Regions from separate parts of the Rattus norvegicus genome. Here regions 1 and 2 are each linked to region 3. Evidence: chromatin contacts called from public Hi-C data. All regions are on one chromosome and are shown on one strand. Each heading gives the region's core, a stretch centred on a gene start, on an enhancer-like site or on the middle of the called end of the contact. The rest is flanking DNA. Distances are from core to core; before and after follow the strand shown.

Region 1 (2,700 bases), core at 78-2,577, 210 kb after region 3:
GAGGTGATGACTTAGAATTATTTACAACAACTTTATTTCCCCAGCTTTGTATCCCCTCTTATTTTTGTGTGGAGGTTGGGGTCGGTTTGCCCGCCCGGCTAGCAGCTGTGAATTTTGAAAACACAGATATCACCTTCGAGGAAGGGAAGACGATTTAGCCAATTGAAGAAATAAATCCTGCCCACAGCAGCAGCCACAATTATGGCTCTGTGTTTGTGAGCGCATGAAGGACAGTGTCCCTGCCGCTCTTAAACCACAGGCGTCTATTAAAGACAGCTTTTGTGTAGTGTTTCTCCGAGGCGAGGTCAAATTCCATACACTCGTATAACCAGAATCATTTTTTTCTTCCGTGAAAATATGTTTTTCGTGTCATTAGTTTGCTATCTCATTTGTTTATTTATCCAGCCTGGAAGATCTTCGTCCCTGGTCCGTTTCTTCTGACTAGCCCGGCCCCAGGTAGCAGGGTTCTTGGTGAACCCAGAGAGTGGGCCCTGATACCCAACGGCCTCCGAGGCTGCTTGGAAGCTGGGATCCGTGGGTAGAGCTATTGGGATCTCGCTTAGACCACTGGGAATAAATTGCGGGAACTAATGGAATCATTTCGTGGCAGTGCCTAGTATCACCGTAGTTATTTTCCTGGGCTCCGATAGACGAAAGTAAATCACAAATGTAGCTGAGAGGAGAAGAGACTTTCTCTACTAGAGGCCTGGCATCTCAGGAGTCCCTGGCACGTTTGGAAGCCAGGACTCTTGCGGCTCTCATGGTCCTGGGCCCCCTCTTTGGGTCCTGAAAGCGGTTAGGTGGCGGCGGTCAGCTTATGAGGCTGGGAGTGAAATCGGGAGCTGGGAGCCTGCAGGAGCCTAGTCGCTCCCGAGGTTGTAACGTTCCTCTCGCGCCCAGGTTGGCTTGCCTCCGTTGAGGCTGCTACTCTCCCACTGACGGGTATGCGCCGGTAGAGAGATTTGGTTCTGTCGGGGAAGGGGCGAGTTCCCCTTTGTTCCTCAGGCTTCTTGTTTAGGGGCATCCTGAGAGGCCGGGACAGGGCTGGGGCCCAGCTTGTGGACCCTTTCTTTTCAGTAGCCAGAGTCGATTTGGCGATGCCCTTTAGGATTTGATGGCGAGGGACCAAGGCGGAAAAACCCAGGCACCAAACGGGGCACTGCCTGGGGCTCCTTCTTCCCCCAACAACCCCGCGTCTGTAGCTCACAGGGCGCAGAGACGCTAACACAGCAGCAGGACCAATTCTGGGTGCACCCCGGGATTCCCAAGCTGGCTCGGGCAGCCTTGGGGAGAAAACCTGTGTGTGTGTGTGTGTGTGTGTGTGTGTGTGTGTGTGTGTGTGTGTGTGTGTGTGTATTTACAGTGCGTCTGTCCCACAGCTGACATTGGGTGTGTGGTATTTTGTTTGTTTGTTTTCTGTAATAAGTAAATGCATGCGTAGACGCTCGCAGAGCTTTGGACGCTTTTCCCTAAGCTGCAGAAGAAGCAGGCTGGAAGAAAACTTGGGGAGCAGGCAAGGGCACCAGGGGGCAAAGCCAATAGAGGTTACAACGATGGCCTGGTCCCTGCCTGGAGTCTACTCGCCCGCCTTGGCCTCAGAGTCTTCCCCGCTGGCCTGCGTGGAATTGATGAGTTTATTTTCCTTTTTCCACTTCATGCGCCGATTCTGGAACCAGATCTTGATCTGGCGCTCGGTGAGGCAGAGCGCGTTGGCGATCTCGATGCGGCGCCGCCGAGTCAGGTAGCGGTTGAAGTGGAATTCCTTCTCCAGCTCCAGGGTCTGGTAGCGCGTGTAGGTCTGGCGGCCTCTGCGCCCGTGACTCCCATACACAGCACCTGCAGGCAGAAATGAGGTGCGGATAAGCGAGGCAAAAACAACCCACCCGGTGTGACTCCCAGCCAGCAGTCTCTAAACTGGAAACTACACTACTTCCACCCCAGCTTCTAGCCTCACAACCGAGAAGGGGGGTGGGGAGGAAGGCAGCTGGATGGCAAGGATTATTTCATACCAAGCGAGATGTCTCATTCACCTCAAAACGATTTGGGTGGGAAGTTATTGATTTTGACAAATGTGGTTTGTATTAAAACCATTAGACGTGAAGAAATAGCATGGACATATTTAATTTGAGGGACCAAAGTCACTGTTTCAAGGGAGTGAAGCAATTATTTGTCTGTGGGTGAAGTGGGGATCCTAGGAGCAGTATGGGAATTGAAGGCTCACATTGGTGTCTGTGAAAGAAGCTAAGAGGCTCCTCAAGTCAGATCTCAATGGATTTTGGGAAAGCTAAATATGGCCAGCCTTCTCAAGCCTTTGCATATTGTTAGCAAGTTGTGTGATCTTACTGCAAATACTCCACTGGGGAGAGTTAAGTTTCAAAGCAACGACATTGTAAGGTCTAAGGTTCCAGTTAGGCTCTGTCCCTGGTCCGAAGGTTAAGAGGATGCTCTCTGTGGTCTTTGAAAGCATGGGGCAAAGAGAGGGTGCTGGAGGTGAGGTGGTGGCAGATTGGCAGTTACTGAATGTGTCGAGCTGTCTGGGTGCCAGAGGTACCCAAGGCTGAGAAAATTTACTCCCCAAGCCAGGTATGAAGCCCAGGCAGGGTCTCAGGAGGAGGGCAGAAGTTGGCTGAGAGTTGGAAGTTTGGAAGTTAAGTGGAAGGTAAAAGAGAGAGAGAGAGAGGAGAGAGGAGAGAGGGGAGA
Region 2 (2,798 bases), core at 177-2,676, 160 kb after region 3:
CATGCGGCGATTCTGGAACCAGATCTTCACCTGGGTCTCATTGAGTTGCAGGGACGCGGCTATCTCCACCCTGCGGGCTCTTGTTAGGTACTTGTTGAAGTGGAACTCCTTCTCCAGCTCTGTGAGCTGCTTGGTGGTGAAGTTGGTGCGCACTGCGTTGGGTTGACCCACGTAGCCATACTCTCCAACTTTCCCTAGGGTAGAGGAGGAAGAGAGAAAAGATAAACATTCTTAAACCTTTACCCCAAACTTGAGGCAATATTCAGTAAACTGCTCAGCGCAAACCCTATCAGGAAGCGCCAGTGACTAACGATGTTGTAAGTAAAGTGTTAACCTGAAGTCAGCCATTAGCGTGATCAGGCTCGTGATTAATGGAGCCTGTAGATATTAACAGGACACCACTACCACCTCCCACCCCAACACACACACACACACACACACACACACACACACACACACACACACACACCATCTACCTTTAGACCACTTAAACCTCAGCCCCTTTGAAACTCCTTTGCCTCAACACACCTGGGCACCCTACACCACCCACTACAACTCTAGACGACATTAGACATAAGCAAGAACCTATCTTTTAAAATCATTAATTTTCCTAGGAAACTAGGTGCACCGGCCCCTTTCAAAAACTGAACAGCATTTGTTTGCCAGCTGGCAGGACTTACCTGTTTTGGGAGGGTTTCTTTTAACTTTCATCCAGTCAAAGGTCTGCGCTGGAGAAGACGTCTCTGAAGCAGGGGAACGACAGGCTTCTTGGTGGCTGGCGTGGAGAGGGGATAAGGAGTTATTATACGTGGCCAGGGCCAGACTCTGGTGCTCTTGTCCATATGAGTGGTGAATGTACTGGGGCGAGCCCACTGTGCCCCCAGCATAACCCTGGTGGTGGTGGTGATGCTGGACCATGGGAGACGAGAGGTTTCCAGAGTAAACAGCGGGAGCGCACGGGGGGTACCCACCACTTACGTCTGCTTCCTGATTTAATCCATAGGGGCCATAAGGCGCACTGAAGTTCTGCGCGCCATAGCTTGGACCACAACTCGAGTGGGAATAAGAAACCCCAAGGTTCCCAGAAGTCTGGTAAGTAGCCGGCTGGGGATGGTGATGGTGGTGGTGGTGGTGATGGGGCGAGGTGATCTGCACCCCCCTGCCCCCTAGGAAGCGGTCGTCGCCGCCGCAGCTGTTGGCACTGACCGCGCAGGATTGGAAAGTTGTAATTCCATGGTCAGAGGAGTAAACTCGCGCCGAGCAGGTCCCAGAATCGCCACTGCCAAGGATGGGGTATTCCAGAAAGGAGTTCATTCTTGCATTGTCCATCTGTCACTGAGTGACTGGGTCCTGCGAAGCCCTGGGTGACCGTGCCAACTTTCTCACTTCCTCCATAGGACCAGAGAAGAAAAATGATATGAATGTACAGTGCGCAAGAGGCGGGGCGGGCAGGCGGAGGGCTCGAGGGGAAGGACACGTGACTCTGTCAGCCAATGGCTGAGCCGCCTGCGAAAGTTTACCGGCGGCGGCGGTGATGGATCACCGTTTCAGTGGCATTTAAATCCCCGGCGCTCCTCAGTGTAGGTGACGCGCGCTCGCCCCCCCAGGCAGCCCGGGCCGCGGCGGTAGCTACGGCCGCTGCCGGAGCTGACTTGGAGCATTGGGACTAAAGGGAGCCGAGACTGACTTCTGCGCGCGCCCGGCTCTGCGCGCCTCCGCCTCCAGAAGTGGGGGGGATGGGAGGCACCCTCCGCGGCCCCTTCCCCACCCAGCCGAGAGAACTGAACAGGCAAGAGGTGAGAGGGGATGAGGCCTCCCGGCTGTCTTGTGGCCGGCATCTTGTGGGCTGAAAATCTCTGCGTGGTCGCAAGGACCCTGGCGGAGCTGGGAGCACACGGGGTGGGAAGGGTGGGAATCCAACAAACACCACGCCCTCAGCTCGGGGACTGCCGCCAGGATCCAGCCCCAGCAGAGTCCCGAATCGCGGCGCCTAGGGCGAGGTTGCGTCACTGGCTCGCCAGCCTCGGAATGTAGAGGGACGTGCGCAGACGATTGACTGGGAGGAACCCGGGTGAATGTGTTGGGGACCAGAGCAAGAAAAGAAACTTCTATCCTCATCCAGAGGGTCTCAGAGCCCTCTTCCCTGATTCCTGCTGGCCAATGGCATAGCAATGGGAGCTTCAGTAATTCGACCCCGGGGCCGTAGGGGGCGGAGGGGGTCGGCCCTAGGAACCTAGCTCTCTGGGAAAGGCCGAGTGTTCTCTCTCTCTCTCTCTCTCTCTCTCTCTCTCTCTCTCTCTCTCTCTCTCTCTCCCCCTCCCTCCCTCCTCCTTCCCTTCTCCTTCTCAGTCAGCTTTGCTCGTGGTAGCCTGCAAGATTCGGAGCAACTCTGCTGCTGGAGTTTGAGGGGTAGAAGGCAGAGGAGAGAGTTGGCGCCAGCAGACGTGGCTGGCGTGGCCGAGCCTGAGCTGCAGGCCATCTGCCGACTCTTTGAGACTCAGAAGCTTGTTCACTCTTAATATAGGCCTCAGAGGGCCAGATCACAGTCAACTCCTACAAAGTATGCTGACCTTCCCCCGTCACGTTTCTCTCTTCCAGGAGGGGCAAGTTAGAAGCAGGAGAGCCCCCTCTTCCCATCATCCCCTATTGCCTGTGTGGAGGGGGGGGGCAGTTGAGAACTGGCAGGTGGGAGGGGCAGTGGACAGATGGCTGAGTGGATGGGACCCTTTCCAACGGACTGTGTAGCTGCTTGTGTGAACCTGCAGGTCACTCCCCAGAGAGACCCGTGCAAAAATGTG
Region 3 (2,700 bases), core at 70-2,569:
ATCTACAGTTCTTTCATCGCTTCTCTTAGTGATATCCATTAATGACAAGAAGCATTTCTCAGAGTGACATAGCACACCCTCACCCTGCATCATGTTCATACAAACACCAGTCTCCATCCAGCCATGACGCAAACAACCCGAGTTTAACAAGGTATTCTATGATACTTGGTCTCACACTGTTGCAACCATAACTTACTAATTCAAGTGCACTTTTAGGTAACATTGTTTTTAACGATTAAAATACTCAGTTGACAGCCCAGGCATGAAGGAGAAACTTTTTAATTCTGTTAAAATAACTAAAATTATGCCGTTTCCAAATGTTAGCATCTACAAGACAAAGTATATGGTGGTATCCAAGACCATCAGGATAGGTGAGACTTGGGATACTCTAAAAAGATGTATTTCCTACTTTGTGCAGATCTATTCTACCCAGCTTTCCTTGTTGCTTAGTGGAAATGCATACCTCCAAACATTACTGACCTAACTGAGGAACTGAGGAACCACATTTAAACTCCTGAAAGTCCCTATAAATGGGAATGTAAAACCAAAAAGAGGAAGATGAGGGTGCAAAGATGAAGTTCCTTGATCACATGACACAGGAAGTAGGACTTTTAACACATCCTTCCTTTTTCACTTTTAATAGTTACTGAGGCTGAAGAAATAGTGGCCATTTGAAAATCGGGCACTTTTCAAAACTATAAACATGTTTGACTTGACTGTTCAGGAAAATGGGGTGAATAGTATCTTTTCGCCTCCTAACTCCCAACACTTGCGGCCCTGCAGTCTTTGCAGGCACCTGCATTCTTACTGGCCGGGCCACCCAGAAACTAGTACTTGGACATCTACCTTTGCAGTTCCCATACAAGCATTCATCAACATTTGCTGTACATCTCCCGCCCTCACATTCTTGTCTTCATGAAACGCATAACTGTCCGCTCTCCAGGGAGGGTCAGCACATTTCAGCATACACGCCCACTCCCTTCTAGTCTCCGCACCCTAGTCCCCCTACATGGCCCACCCCCACCGCCCGTACAGGGTGAAGGCTAAGCGCTTCTGTCCCTGCCGGCTCGCCGTCCCCGCGCCCCCGCCCCCAGTGTCACCGCCCCCTTCCCGCTCTTTACCTGCCAACAGGTTCCTAATTTCCTCAGGGATTGAGCCGGGAGAGGAGGTACTGCCGGGGTTGGGCATGGTAGTAGCTTGGACCTAGACTTGCAAAAGCGGTCCGAGTAAGCACCGCGGGGCTACGACTCGGGACACGACCTGGCCGAGACCCACAACAAGGAAGTCACTGGCTGTCCAGGCAGCGGTCGCTGGACGCCGGGCCCTGCCCCGCCCCGCCCGGGAGAATGGGGCGGGGCTATGGGTGAAGGGGCGGGGAGACCGGCCTTAAAGGCTTACTGCGCTTGCGTAGGCCTTGCTATCTGAGTGTCCAAAGAAAGCGCCTCCGGGTAGGCCACGCCCACACTCTTCCAGATAGGCCACGCCTATACACGGAAGCGAGCAGGAGGCGAGGCCTCAGAAGGAAGGGAGCGAATTGGAGCTATGTCACCTGACCGGGTCTTGAAGCTCGTACGCGCCATTTTCGTTACTGGTACCTCAGCCACACCTCTCTTTCTCCTGGATTCTGGAAAATTACGTCTCTACAAGGCTTACGCACTTTCCCGTTAACGGGCCATCTAAATAGTGGTCGTTCCCACTAAGGTTTAAACCCTTTGTCTGGTAACCCACCAAAAAGTTTCCACCACAAAGCTCCAACTAGCATGGCTTTCTTTGTCCCACTGGATGAAGCTAACGAAGTCCCATTTTCCGCCAGTCCTTCCTGAGTGTCCTAAACGCTCCTAAAATGGCAGAGCGTTCTGATTGGTGCGAACATAACTTTCCTACTTATTCTTCATGTGAATGATTTCTCTTGCTCTGACGGAAGAAGTTCTAGATATCATCCTTTTAGGGTCAGGCACCAGAAATGTGCTGAAATGTACCAGTAAGCCAACTGTACCCCTGCCCACTATAAGTATTTTTTAGTTGCAAATAGTGATTTAGAGCAGTAAAAATATAAAATCTATTTCTTCATTTTAGTCAGCAAAGGTTGAGTCTTTCGATCTTAAACATTTACACTTAAAATCCAAGAAATTCTGGGTCCTTTAGTCTTTAAAATGTGTGTGTATGTAGAAATGATAATTACATTCAAGTGCCATCAACCCTCACAATTTCTTAAAACCTACTGTGTAGACATATTTGTCATGAAAGAAAATGAAGCTACCAGAGCCTCTGAAGAACGCAAAAGAGACTGATCGGAGTCTTCAGACAGGAACCGACAAGGGAAAACACTTTGAATGTAAACTGTGGTTTTTTTTAGTAAAAATATGCTTGGAAAAGTGGCTAATGATACGCCCCAAGTTGCCCCGCCTGTCTTTCCTTTGGTAGGGCATATCATTTCAAAATGACATGAATATCACTTACCCACATTGGTAGAAAGAGTGACTGTCATTTATTATTTCTCCTAGGTACTAATGCTGTGCTCTGAACAGTATGTCAAAGCTCCAATCGGGTATGTTTGTAGGAGGTGCAATGTGGTGTGGGGGAAGGGGGTGCATCTGTGGGCCCATGCTGAGGCATCCCTTCCTCCCTGAGGTACCAGCCACACGAAGGTATAGTATAGAATATGGTATACAATTTAGGGCATGGGGAGGTGAGTTGAGG

Evidence for each region. A called contact is a pair of places that touch in the nucleus more often than the background predicts.
Region 1: a Hi-C map of kidney shows a contact between it and region 3, with 5 times the contacts expected there. The contact joins the promoter of Hoxa5 here to the promoter of Skap2 in region 3. A contact is called at or near these places in 10 of 12 Hi-C or Micro-C datasets (the A7r5 cell line, Schwann cells, frontal cortex and 5 more) and 1 of 1 datasets of contacts at active chromatin or transcription factors (oligodendrocytes).
Region 2: a Hi-C map of Schwann cells shows a contact between it and region 3, with 3 times the contacts expected there. The contact joins the promoter of Hoxa1 here to the promoter of Skap2 in region 3.

Annotation. Positions count from the first base shown.
Region 1 is chr4:82,635,524-82,638,223 of GRCr8, forward strand. It overlaps Hoxa5 (homeo box A5), which reads right to left and starts at 1,328. Exons shown (of 2, transcript NM_024389.1): 1 at 1-1,328. All of the region lies in intron 1 of Hoxa3 (homeobox A3), which reads right to left. Hoxa6 (homeobox A6) reads right to left here. Exons shown (of 2, transcript NM_001191087.1): 2 at 1,501-1,836. The coding sequence ends at 1,577. The region is part of intron 1 of Hoxaas3 (Hoxa cluster antisense RNA 3); the gene reads left to right.
Region 2 is chr4:82,587,783-82,590,580 of GRCr8, forward strand. Hoxa1 (homeobox A1) reads right to left here and starts at 1,427. Exons shown (of 2, transcript NM_013075.3): 1 at 681-1,427; 2 at 1-194. The coding sequence starts at 1,329. Hotairm1 (Hoxa transcript antisense RNA, myeloid-specific 1) reads left to right here and starts at 1,633. Exons shown (of 2, transcript NR_132646.1): 1 at 1,633-1,796.
Region 3 is chr4:82,430,200-82,432,899 of GRCr8, forward strand. Skap2 (src kinase associated phosphoprotein 2) reads right to left here and starts at 1,320. Exons shown (of 13, transcript NM_130413.1): 1 at 1,122-1,320. The coding sequence starts at 1,188. LOC102550087 (a long non-coding RNA gene) reads left to right here and starts at 1,443. Exons shown (of 3, transcript XR_005503577.2): 1 at 1,443-1,569; 2 at 2,505-2,548.